2 separate regions of the Zea mays genome follow, and region 2 is linked to region 1. The links are chromatin contacts, called in public Hi-C maps. All regions are on one chromosome and are shown on one strand. The core of a region is the stretch at or near the end of the contact, and the rest is flanking DNA. Distances in the headings are between cores, read along the strand shown. Region 1 holds the start of LOC100281584 (BRASSINOSTEROID INSENSITIVE 1-associated receptor kinase 1). Region 2 holds the start of LOC100384841.

The links. A called contact is a pair of places that touch in the nucleus more often than the background predicts.
Region 2: a contact with region 1 is called in a Hi-C map of ear, with 2.5 times the contacts expected there. The contact joins the promoter of LOC100384841 here to the promoter of LOC100281584 in region 1. A contact is called at or near these places in 2 of 25 Hi-C or Micro-C datasets (ear and tassel).

The regions. Positions count from the first base shown.
Region 1 is chr6:126,753,115-126,759,320 of Zm-B73-REFERENCE-NAM-5.0, forward strand. LOC100281584 (BRASSINOSTEROID INSENSITIVE 1-associated receptor kinase 1) reads right to left here and starts at 1,455. Exons shown (of 10, transcript NM_001154503.3): 1 at 1,235-1,455; 2 at 847-979; 3 at 664-735; 4 at 387-530; 5 at 240-311; 6 at 93-152. The coding sequence starts at 1,364.
Region 2 is chr6:127,125,542-127,131,389 of Zm-B73-REFERENCE-NAM-5.0, forward strand. LOC100384841 reads left to right here and starts at 2,735. Exons shown (of 10, transcript NM_001362559.1): 1 at 2,735-2,976; 2 at 3,078-4,028; 3 at 4,179-4,653; 4 at 4,742-4,795; 5 at 4,952-5,212; 6 at 5,321-5,373. The coding sequence starts at 3,984. LOC103629969 (zinc finger MYM-type protein 1) reads right to left here and starts at 2,375. Exons shown (of 2, transcript XM_020540188.3): 1 at 2,041-2,375; 2 at 1-1,904. The coding sequence starts at 1,896.

The DNA.
Region 1 (6,206 bases), core at 205-2,704:
AGCCTTCAATCTAACATTTCATGTTCAAGTGTCATATTCGTCGGATGTGAAATTTATATTATGAAGTGGCAGACACAAAATTCTAGCCTTACTTGAATGTTCTTGCCAAAGATCCCGGCACTGGACCACTCAGATTATTATATGACAAGTCTCTGAAAGACACGGTGGTGTACAGTGAGAACAAACCCAAAAACAATATAATAGCAAACACAAATTAAACAGTGAGAAACTATACTCACAGGAAAACAAGCTGGGACAAATTAGCTGATGCTGAAGGGAATGGGCCAGACAGGGTGTTGTTGTTGAGCCTCCTGGACATGGCAACAAACCCAGGTTATCATAGCTGGAGAAGAGAAGTACATAATGAGAGGCTTGCATGCACTCACAAGTACTGCAGGCTCTCAAGGTTGCCCACAGAAGTGGGGATTGCGCCATACAGGTGGTTGCTAGAGAGATCAAGTGTCCTGAGCTTTGTAAGCTTGCCGATCTCTGCTGGGATTAGGCCGGTGATGTTGTTGTTCTGCAGGAGACTGCAGCAGCAGGGAAGGGAAGCAAACGATCAACCTCGCTCCAGCCAAAAAAAAAAAAAAAAAAAGGAACCACACCACACGTCCATGCACACTGACTGAAAGCAGAAACGCGAGAAGGAAGTAACACACTCACATAGTCTCAAGATTCGTCAGGTTCCCTATGCTTGGGGAGAGCAGGCCAGAGAGGTTCTGACCTGGGACCTCCCTGCCAAACGATCAAACAGCCACAAACATCGGTAGTAAGAACACATGGACACGGGGAATGAGTTGTGCAGATGGGATGGGAGATCGATCGAGGGAGTGGAATGATGCTTACAGTCCGGTGACGAAGTTCTCTAGCGAGCAGCTGACTGTGGTCCAGCTGCAGGGATCCACGGAGTCCTGGTCCCAGTTCTTGAGCACGCCGTGGGGGTCCTTGAGCGTGTTCTTGATCGTCATCAGAGCTTGCACTGCACAACATCATACACACATATACCAGAGAATTAACCCAGTGAGCTGAGGTCCCACCAATGCAACTAAGAAGCAACGCGACGACGAAGACAGCTGACAGTGAGTGGAGTCCTTGATTTTCATTTCTATTCGCCGTCGAAAACAACGATTCTGTTTGAGGCAAACGAAACAGAGATAGAAACTGGTACTGCTGTAGTCGCAGAGTACGTGAGGAAACAGGAAAGAAGGAAAAGGAGAGAGAGAGATGACAGAACCTTCAGGGTTGACGCCCTTGGGGGAGAGGAGGGCGCTAGAGCTACAAGGGGAGGAGACGATAAGCAGCAGCAGCAAGAGTAGCATCACAGGAGGGGAGGGGGGAGAAGAAGATGGTGGCGCCTCCTCCATTGCCGAAGGGAGGCAGCTAGAGGTGGGTGGAGCTGGAGCCAAGAGAAGAGAAGAGAGCGAGAAAGAGTGGCGGCCGGTCCTCCTGCGTGCAATGTGGTGTGGTATGTTCAAACATGGAACAAGCGTGAGGCCAAGCAAAACATGCAAACGCAGTGCAGGTGGGGGTGCGGTGCGGTGCAGTGCAGAGGGCAGGGCAGCCTTCTCTCTCCCCCACGCCACAGTGAGTCCATACAGAGAGAGTGGGAGAAAGGCAGCTAGGCAACCAAAGCCGAGCGAGATGGCAGTGGCACTGTGGGGGCAGTGCGCAACGCAACGCAACGCACGCAGAGACAGACAGAGACAGGACACACAGGCAGCCCCCCTCCCTGGGGCCATGTCAGTCAGAGGCAAATGACACAAAAGAAGATGCCTGCGCTCCGGCAGGAGCAGGACGCAAGAGCACAAAAGCAGGGGAGGGTAAGCCAGGAACAAACACGCCTGCCACCTGAAAACTGAGATATAATACAATGGACGATTTCTTTTCAGTCCGAATTTTTTTACTCCTTTTGTTTATGTGTCTTTTTTTTTTTGTCTTCTGAGGAAGACGGAGAGGAGAAAAGGGAAATGTGAATTAAATACGCTCCATGTTTCTAGGAACACAAGGTCATGTCAAGACAAAGGAGAGAAGACCAATGGAAGAGTTTTCTTTTTCAGGCTCGACTCGTTTCCTTTTTGTTTCTTTTTTGTATATAGGGAATTCCAGGCCTCAACGGAAGCCCCGAGAGAAAGAAGAGAAAAAAAAATGCACACATAATATTATTGAAGTGTCAGCTTGACTACCATTTTCTACTAGAATAATAAGTAATAATATCTAATAAATGTATAAACTTGTAGCACTTCTCATGATAAATCATCACATGAATTTTTGTTTTCTAAACTAAAAATAAAAAGCAAAAGCGTCAAAACTTCAAACAGATTTATGTCAAAGCATCAAGTTTTAGGTACAAGGAAAACAAAGACTATTATGGCTAGTTTGGGAACCCCATTTTTCCAAGAGAAATTAGTTCATTATTTTTTTGAAAAAATTGGAGTTCTCCAACCCTTAGACTTTATTTGGTGTGGATATTGGGCTGGAGGAATTGAATTGAGTGCCAATACCAATTCGGCTTTACAATGAAAAATAGGTTCAATACTAAATCGTAGATAAAATTGGTAGCTAGAATAAAGTAAGCTTATAATACCAAATTATGTTTGGTTGTACATACATTGAAATGACCAGCTCTCTTCCTCTTTTTCTCTCCTTGCACATGAGATCTCCGCTAGGGCTCACCCTCGACGAGATCTCCTCAGCTTGCCCTCCCTCTCCAGCCACCTCTCTGCTTGAGTATTGTGTCAACCAGGTCCCTTCCGCGTCTTAAGATCACATAGAGGGGTGAATAACTGATTCTACAAAAATAGCTTACAACAATACAAACTTGGTCTAAAAGTTAAAGCTAATGCAAATTTAACCAAGTTCGAGAGGAGAGAAATAGAGAGATTCTCTTCACTTGATTGCTCTAACAAGATATGGATCTAAATTTAGAGTTCTCAAAAAATTCTAATTTTTTGTATGTTAGTTTAGCTAGAAAAATGTCTGTGTCAAAATTAGAGACATTTTATTACTTGTTGATAAGTTTTTATAAAAAATGTACAATTGATTTAGTTGGTAATTAGAAGAAAGACCAATTAACTTACTTAATAAAGTCAAAAAAAATTAATAGTTTATTAATAGTATTATTTAACTCTAATAATATTTTTAGAATTAGAAGATAAAAACGAAAGAGACAAAAATATTAAGGGGTTGCTTGGTTTGCTGCCTAAAGCGACACAACATGTCTAACTTTTCTGCGTAAGGTTAGGCAAACTGTGGTGCCTTGAGTAGAAAACCAAACATGTTGTAAGCTATTTTTATGTAGTTTATATTTTTAGTAATTATCTATTAGTCCTCAAATTTTAGAAAAAATAGAGCGAACATAATATATGCTATTTTTCAAACTAGGTGAAGTTTCGGCCGGTAATTACTGAACGATCTTCAGTAATTATCAGTAATAACTAAATGGTATTCAGTAATTATAGGTAATTACTAAAGATGGTTCAGTTATTACTAGTTGGATAAAGTTTCACTTAGGATAACAAATAGCGCTAGCCACGGATATAATATATATTTGTCGGGGACCATAATTAGGGGTACCCCCAAGACTCCTAATCTCAGCTGATAACCCCCATCAGCACAAAGCTGCAAAGGCCTGATGGCTCAGTCCACTCAAGGGACACGATCTCGCCTCACCCGAGCCCAGCCTCGGGCAAGGGCAGCCGACCCCGGAGGATTCACGTCTCGCTCGAGGGCCCCCTCAAGCAACGAACACACCTTCGGCTCGCCCGAGCCCCAGTCTTCGCCGAGAAGCAACCTTGGCCAGATCGACACGCCAACCGACCGTATCGCAGGAGCATTTAATGCAAGGATGGCCTGACACCTTATCCTGACGCGCGCTCTTCAGTCGACAGAGCCGAAGTGACCGCGGTCACTTCGCCGCTCCACTAACCGACCTGACAAGAAGGCAGCGCCGCTTGCGTCGCTCCGACTGCTGTGCCACTCAACAGAGTGAGGCTGACAGCAGCCAAGTCCAGCCTCGGGCGCCATAGGAAGCTCCGCCTCGCCTGACCTCAGGGCTCGGCCCCGTCTCGGCCTCGGACGATGGACTCCGCCTCGCCCGACCCCAGAGCTCGGACTCAGCCTCGGCTCCGGAAGACGACGAATTCCGCCTCGCCCGACCCCAGGGCTCGGACTCAGCCTCGGCTCCGGAAGACGACGAATTCTGCCTCGCCCGACCCCAGGGCTCGGACTCAGCCTTGGCCTCGGACGACGGTCTCCGCCTCGCCCGACCCGGGGCTCGGACTCGACCTCGACCTCGGAAGACAGACTCGACCTCGACCTCGGAGGAGCCTCCGCCTCGCCCGACCCAGGGCTCGGACCGACCACGTCACAGGGGGGCCATCATTACCCTACCCCTAGCTAGCTCAGGCTACGAGGAACAAGACCGACGTCCCATCTGGCTCGCCCCGGTAGACAAATAATGATGGCGCCCTGCGTGCTCCATGACGACGGCGACTCTCAGCCCCTTACGGAAGCAAGGAGACGTCAGCAAGGACTCGACAGCCCCGACAGCTGTCCTTCCGCAAGGCTCCAGCGCTCCTCCGACGGCCACGACATCACATGAACAGGGTGCCAAAACCTCTCCGGCTGCCACGACGGCATGTACTTAGGGCTCTAGCTCCTCTCTGCTAGACACGTTAGCACACTGCTACTCCCCCATTGTACACCTGGACCCTCTCCTTACGCCTATAAAAGGAAGGTCCAGGGCTCTCGTACGAGAAGGTTGGCCGCGCGGGAGAACGGGCCGGCGCGTAAGACTCCCGCTCTCTCCCACGCGGACGCTTGTAACCCCCTACTGCAAGCGCACCCGACCTGGGCGCAGGACAACACGAAGGCCGCGGGTTTCCCCTTTTGCCTGTCTCCTTTTTCCCCCCTTCGTGCTCCGTCTCGCGCCGACCCATCTGGGCTGGGACACACGGCGACAATTCACTCGTCGGTCCAGGGACCCCCCGGGGTCGAAACACCGACAGTTGGCGCGCCAGGTAGGGGCCTGCTACGTGTTGACGAACAGCTTCCCGTCAAGCTCCAGATGGGTAGTCTCCAGCAACCTCTCCAACCCAGGACGATTCTCCGTTTCGGGAGTCTTGAGTTCATGTCCCTCGACGGCAGCTACGACATGATACTCCTTCCTCCGCCGCGCGACAACGACAATGGCGGCCGTCAGCCCCCCCGCCGGCGGCGGAATCGACGACGTCTTCCCCACGTGGCGGAAGAACAACATTCGGGTTTGTCCCGTCGCCTCCCCCGCCGACGAAGGAGGAGGCGGGGCAACCATGGCCAAGCAGGAGGCGGCTCCTCGTCGGCTGCCGAGCGAGTCGACGACGCCCCAACAGGGGGCACGTCGGACGACGACCTCGCGTCTGAGACGAAGACGAGCGTCGTTTCCCCGCAACACGCCAACTCCAAGCGAATGAACGACGCCAGCACGCTCGCGAGGGACTTGCTGGGCGTCACCCTCGTACCTGAGACGACGGTGCGATCCGACCCTGACGAGACTTCGTCACCACCCGTCGACCAAGAGGTACCGACCGGTCCCCATCTCGTGCCTTTTAGATCCAGCTGCGACCCACCGAGCGACCCCGCTTTGATGGACGCTTTTATAAAGGCATGTTCAAACCCTCCGGGGTATCATACGCGGTCGCCCTGGGATAGACTGATGGCCGTCTCGACCTACGGACCCTCGGGTTCCGAGGAAGATGACGAGCCAGACTTTTGTTGGGATTTCTCCAGGCTCGGTAACCCCAGTGCCATGCGGGATTTCATGACCGCATGCGACTACTGCCTTTCCGATTGTTCCGACGGTAGCCGCAGCTTCGGCGATGAGGACTGCGGCCCAAGTCGTGAATGTTTCCACGTCGATCTAGGGGGTCCCGGCGAAGGCAACCATCTTGGCATACCGGAAAACGGTGATCCCCCTAGGCCTGCGCCTCGCGTTGACATCCTTCGGGAGCTAGCTGTGGTCCCAGTCCCTGCGGGGGGTCAGGACACACAGCTCGAGCAAATCCGCGAGATGCAGGCCAGGCTCGACGAGGGAGCAGGAACACTTGAGCCGCTCCGACGGAACATCGGGCAGGAATGGGCAGACCAAGCTCTAACCGGAGAAGCGCGTCATATACCCCAGGGCATCCAGCACCGCATTGCCGACGACGTCAGGGCAAGGCCGCCACCCG
Region 2 (5,848 bases), core at 1,485-3,984, 370 kb after region 1:
CGAGTCTCTTGGACTAAAAGAGGCCGAGCATACAAGCAATTGAGAGCTTGTCTCGTTAAAGCGGCTGTCAAGCTCTTGGAGTACCCAATCAATAATATCATTGAAACAATCTACTTGATAGTAATGCTTGTTTGTGATTCCAGATTTGTGCCTCCTCTTCTTTGGATCAATATATTCATCTTCCATTTCCAATTTGGCAATATCATTCTTCTCACAAAATTCATACACATCATCTATTAGTTTTTCCCACTTTTCTCTTCTAAGCTCATCTAATTGGCATCTAGTGGCTCTCACACAGTTAATAGCATTCACTATGTCTTGATCCTTGCGCTGCAGTGCTAAGCACAAGGTATTTGTGATTCCTAATATAGTCAACATGAGATGCAAATAGAAGATGGAGTCAAAAGACTGGAAATACTCCCGAAGATTTGATGCTTGATCTCTAATTTTCCAGTCCTTATCCTTTTCCACAATTTCTAGTACCTTCATTATTGTAGAAAACATGTCAACTATACTCTTCAGAGATTTATAATGAGAACTCCAACGAGTATCTCTAGGTCTTTGAACACTTTGCTCTTGATTTAACCCTGTACCAGTTTGAAGTTGCCCACACCCAAGTGCCTTACTCATTTCTTTAAGGTTAATATCTCTAATCATTTCCCTTCTCTTAGCTGATCCACCAACAACATTTAATAATATGGAAACCTTGGTAAAAAAATCACTAACCCCTTTATGCTTTCTCACAATAGCCACAAGGACTAATTGGAGTTGGTGAGCAAAACAATGCACATAATAAGCTGAACTATTTTCTCTCATGATCAATGATTGCAAGCCATTGAACTCACCTCTCATATTGCTAGCACCATCATATCCTTGGCCTCTAACTTGCTTCAAACTTAAGTTAAGCTCAGCAAATAGTGCATCAATGGAAGACTTAAGATGGGCTGAAGTTGTTTCACTTACATGAACAAGTCCAACAAATCTTTCTTTCACAATTCCACATTTATCTACATATCTCAAGACCACAGCCATTTGTTCTTTCCAAGAAACATCTCTTGACTCATCAACTAGCAAGCAAAAAACATCATTCCGAATTTCTTCTAGAATAGCCTGTAACACCTCCTTTGCAAAACAATGCACAATGTCCCTTTGTATTTCAGGAGAAACCAAAAGACTATTTTCTGATTTTCCTTTACTTGTTGCCTTCCTTAATACTGGATTTTGCTCCGCTGCAAAATCACGAAATTCCCTGAAATTCCCTCTATTTAGGGAATCCTTTGACTCATCATGGCCTCGGAAAGGCAAGCCTTGCTTTGCTAACATTCTAGCGACATCAATAGACCCATTCAGTCGAATCATATAGTCCCTCTTAGCACTTTCACTTACACCACGGAAAGCCACATTAATGTGTTGTCTTGTTTGCAACAAATCATCACACTTCTTCATTGCTAGATAGTGCGAGCGACCAACATCACCCACATGTTCTCTCAGCCTTTGTTTTCTGTGAAAACCATTCCAACCATTTTTCACAAAAGCTTCATATCCACCATCTTTCTTTCCTCTGAATAGGAAACAGGAAAAACAATACGCTCTATCTTTAGATTCACTGTATTCAAGCCAACTTCCAAACTCATCAAACCAATCTGGAATAAACCTTCTTGGCCCTCCTCCAATATTTGTTACAGGAAAACTACATGTGCGAGGTTGACAAGGCCCTTTTTCCAAGTACTTTCTTCTCACCATTTCTCTGAGATTAGGATGGTAGTCATCTATTTGTTTCCGCAAACCTGGATCATATTTAATCTCCTCTTCCCAGTTGATATCATCCAAACACAGATTGCTAGCAATGTTGGCACTATCTGGCTCTGGCGCTTTTCTTTTGAAAAATCTTTCCATCGATTAATCTGTATATACACTGTCTAGTAAATAACTTTAGAAAGAAAGAGGCAAATATCTACAAGAAATAAATAGAGATTAAATAACTTGAGAAAGAAAGAGGCAAATATCTACAAGAAATAAATAGATAGCAGCTTTATGTACCTCTGCAACTTCAAGCAGCGCTCGTACAAGATGCAGGCATGCAGCTAGCTGCCGCCGACCGGATTGCAGAGGTGCTCCACAGCTCCGCTGGCTGAGGCACAGGAGTCGCCGACTCGCCGATCGCCGGATCACAGAAAGCAGAGGCACAGTGCACAGGCACGGATGGGAAGAGAGACCGTCGGCCGCCGCCGCGACGGATGCGAGCAGCGAGCCTCGAGGGAAAACACGTATACGCGCTGCACTTTCCATCTTCCTGGCTTCCTGTGATGGGCTCAAGTTAACTGGGCTTGCTGCTTGAGCTGGGCTGTGGGGGGTGCAGCATATTGGCCCAAGAGGGTGCATACGGGGTCAAAATCTGATTTTAATAACTTGTTTTTGGATTTTGGGGGGGTGCATCCGCATCCACATGCCAATACGTGGCTTCGCCAACTGGCGGATAGCCTAAGCAACAATCGCCTAGCCGGCATTTCCCAGTCCTAGCACGCAACAAAATCACCGTTTACTTTATTTGCTCACTGACTCCGACAGATTGGCACGTCACTGGCAGTGACGACGACATGCGAGGAAATCCCTGAAAAGGAAAGGAGCGATCCTCACCGGCATCCACGCCCCCCGCCCGCATTTATTTTTTTAGCCCCGGAACGGAACCGCATCGGCCATCGGACCGGACGCAATGCAACGCAGGTCGCCGCAGCAGACAGGCGGACACATACCTAAGACCTAACAAAATCCCAAAGCCGATACCGGTGACGCGGCGGCGCGGCCCACCACGGCATCGGGCCCGCGGGGCGGAGGGCGTCGCTTTCGCGAGCCACCGGCCGCGCGTACGGCTCCGGCACCAGCGCAGCGCAGCGCACGCCGGGCTGCCTGGCGTCCAGGCGTATTTTCCCTCAAGGTTCCGTCGCCGTCTCGCCCTCCGACGCTCCACGCACGCCGGTGCACATGCTATTTCTTTTTTTTTCTGTTTTTTTCTCATGCCGGCCGGCCAGCCGCTGGATTGACGGGTTCTCACCAGCTGTTATGTGGTACTGTAACAGGCAATCTCCGGAGAGCGACGGCCGTTACGATCAGACCAGACGTCAGACCAGACCAGAGGTGTCGATCCGTTCCCGGCTCGGTTCTTCCTACTTTCTTGGACTTTTGATCGCGTCGCGTCGATTAGAAACTGCCTGCGAGTTACCGCGCGACGACTTGCTGATGACGGTGTGTCATCGCCTTTCCAATTGGAAAACCAGAAAGGTGAAAGCTTCGGAATGAGACGATGGCGGAATGGAATTGGCTGCAGAAAGCAGCTTATCTTTGGCAGCGATAGTCACAGCCGGAGATCCCACCCGCGGCGGCACAGGTCTAAAAGGAGCAACCGCAGATCAACTTTGCCAGTGATACGTCCGTAGTCCCTGCCGAATACTCGTACCTGCTGATACTACCTCACCACCCACACACTCCCCCCTCCCACGACCAAGGTTCTAAAACTTTTTTCCCCAAGAACATCCTTGTCTGTCTCCACCTGCTGACCCTTGCAACCGCAGCTATAAAAAGTACCTACGCAGGTCTCGCGATTGTAAAAGATTGCTGCAGAGAAGTTTGGGAGGAACAGGGTTACAGTAGAAGCCAGTTTTTGCCTTTTTTCCAATCCCTGTTCTTGCTTGTCCTGGCCCCGCTCCTTGGACTTGGATTTCGATTTCTTCCTGACCATGAGTGGCAATTGCCAAGTAAAAAGCTGCGAGGGTTGAAGCGAGCACGGCAAGATCTGTTGGTTGTTGCAGGAGGCTTGCCACAGGAAGGAAAGGAGGTGCCGCTTGCGGACTGTCCTGCTTGTCCTCTCACAAGACGACTCCAAGCCGAGAAATCTTCGCCCAAATTCTCGCTCCCCCGCTCTCAATTAGCGTGCATGGGCGCAGGAAAGGCGGCGCCTTGAGCTGCTGCTGCGTCAGGGGGGGCGAATGGATGCAGAGAGCGGCCGCGGCGCCGCGGGTGCGCGCAAGAAGGTGGGAGTGAGCCCGGCCGGTCGCCTTTTTTTCTCTCGGGTTCCGTCTGAAAGATTCGATTTTCTTTTTTGTTCTTTCCTTTTTGTTTTGTGTGGTGGTTTGAGCGGCATGGTGATGGGAGTTTCTTTTGTTTTCTTGGTGGGGTTGCAGTCATGGCGGTCAGAGCTGGTGCTAGCCTACCAGAGCCTCGGCGTCGTGTACGGCGATTTGGCGACGTCGCCGCTCTACGTGTACAAGAGCGCCTTCGCCGGCGGCGACATCGAGCACTCTGAGGGCAACGAAGAGATCTACGGCGTGCTGTCGCTCGTGTTCTGGACGCTCACCCTCATTACGCTCCTCAAGTACGTGCTCGTCGTCCTGCGCGCCGCCGATGACGGCGAGGGCGGCACCTTCGCGCTCTACTCCCTCATATGCCGCCGGGTCCGCGCGGGGCTCCTCCCTGGCGTCGGCGACAGCGCTGTCGACGAGCTCAAGGACCAGCCCGACGGCGCGCTGCCGCCGCCAGCGTCGAGCGTGCGCGCGGCGCTGCAGCAGCGCAGGGAGCTGCAGTGGCTGCTGCTGCTGTTCGCTCTGCTCGGGACGTCCATGGTCATCGGCGACGGCGTGCTCACCCCTGCTGTCTCCGGTCGCACCTCCCCTCCTTGCCTTAACTGTCGTCAATATCCATTGGTTGGTACCAAGAATCTGACATGTGCTTCTGTTTCTCTTTTCAGTGTTCTCAGCGGTTTCGGGGCTCAAGCTGTCAATGGTCAATGAACAGCACCAATGTAGGTCGATTTTATTTCTTCTTGATCATGTTTCGTTTACTGTTGCTTGATGACGATGTGGTACCTGCTGGTTCTGGTCTGATTGCTGCTTGGATTGTGACCTTTCTGTTTCGTGTCTGAAAAGTGGATTTCTGTTTTTGACATGTTGATTTGCAGATGTTTTGCTTCCAGTAACATGTGTGATCCTGGTAGGCTTGTTCGCCTTGCAACACTTCGGCACGCACAGGGTCGGATTCCTCTTCGCGCCTATTGTTTGCTTGTGGCTTCTCTGCATAAGCACCATAGGGGTCTACAACATCTTCATTTGGAATCCCCATATCTATAAAGCCCTGTCACCATACTACATGTACCGATTTCTCCAGAAGACACAAGTTGGAGGCTGGATGTCACTGGGTGGGATCCTTTTATGTGTAACCGGTAAGGAAACAAGATACTCCTAGGCGATTGCATGCCACACTTCGACTCTGCCACTTTGCATAAATGATGAAGATGCATTGACACTTCAAAACTGTCGAAACACTTTAGGTTCTGAAGCTATGTATGCGGACCTTGGACATTTCTCTCAGTCTTCAATCAAGGTATGCAATGGAATGGGTTCATGTGCAAAAATTAATAATCATGTACAATATCGACCATATAAATGCACCAGCTATATTCTCACATACTTACTCTCGCTACACAAATAATCTAGTGTCATAGTTTAGGGGAAGTAAATCCATAGGAATTGATTTAGAGAACCGATGGAATTTAAAAAATAGTGGATATTGGATTGTATCTGAGACAGTGTGAATAGAAAAGTTACAGAGTTACTACCCATATGGCCTATTCAGAGGGAGGCAGAGTCTAGAGCTTCTGCGCCTGTCTCTGAAGGACAGCCTTCAGAACATTCCTCTGTAATTCTGACTTACAAGCACAAAAAAATGGCTTATGAGCATAGTCTGCAGTATATGTATAGAAGGTTGTAGAGCAAAGGATGGCATGCGGATAAGCGATGAAATCAGAAACATGCCCTACCATATTGCATTTTGTAACATCAGTTGTAGTTAATATTAA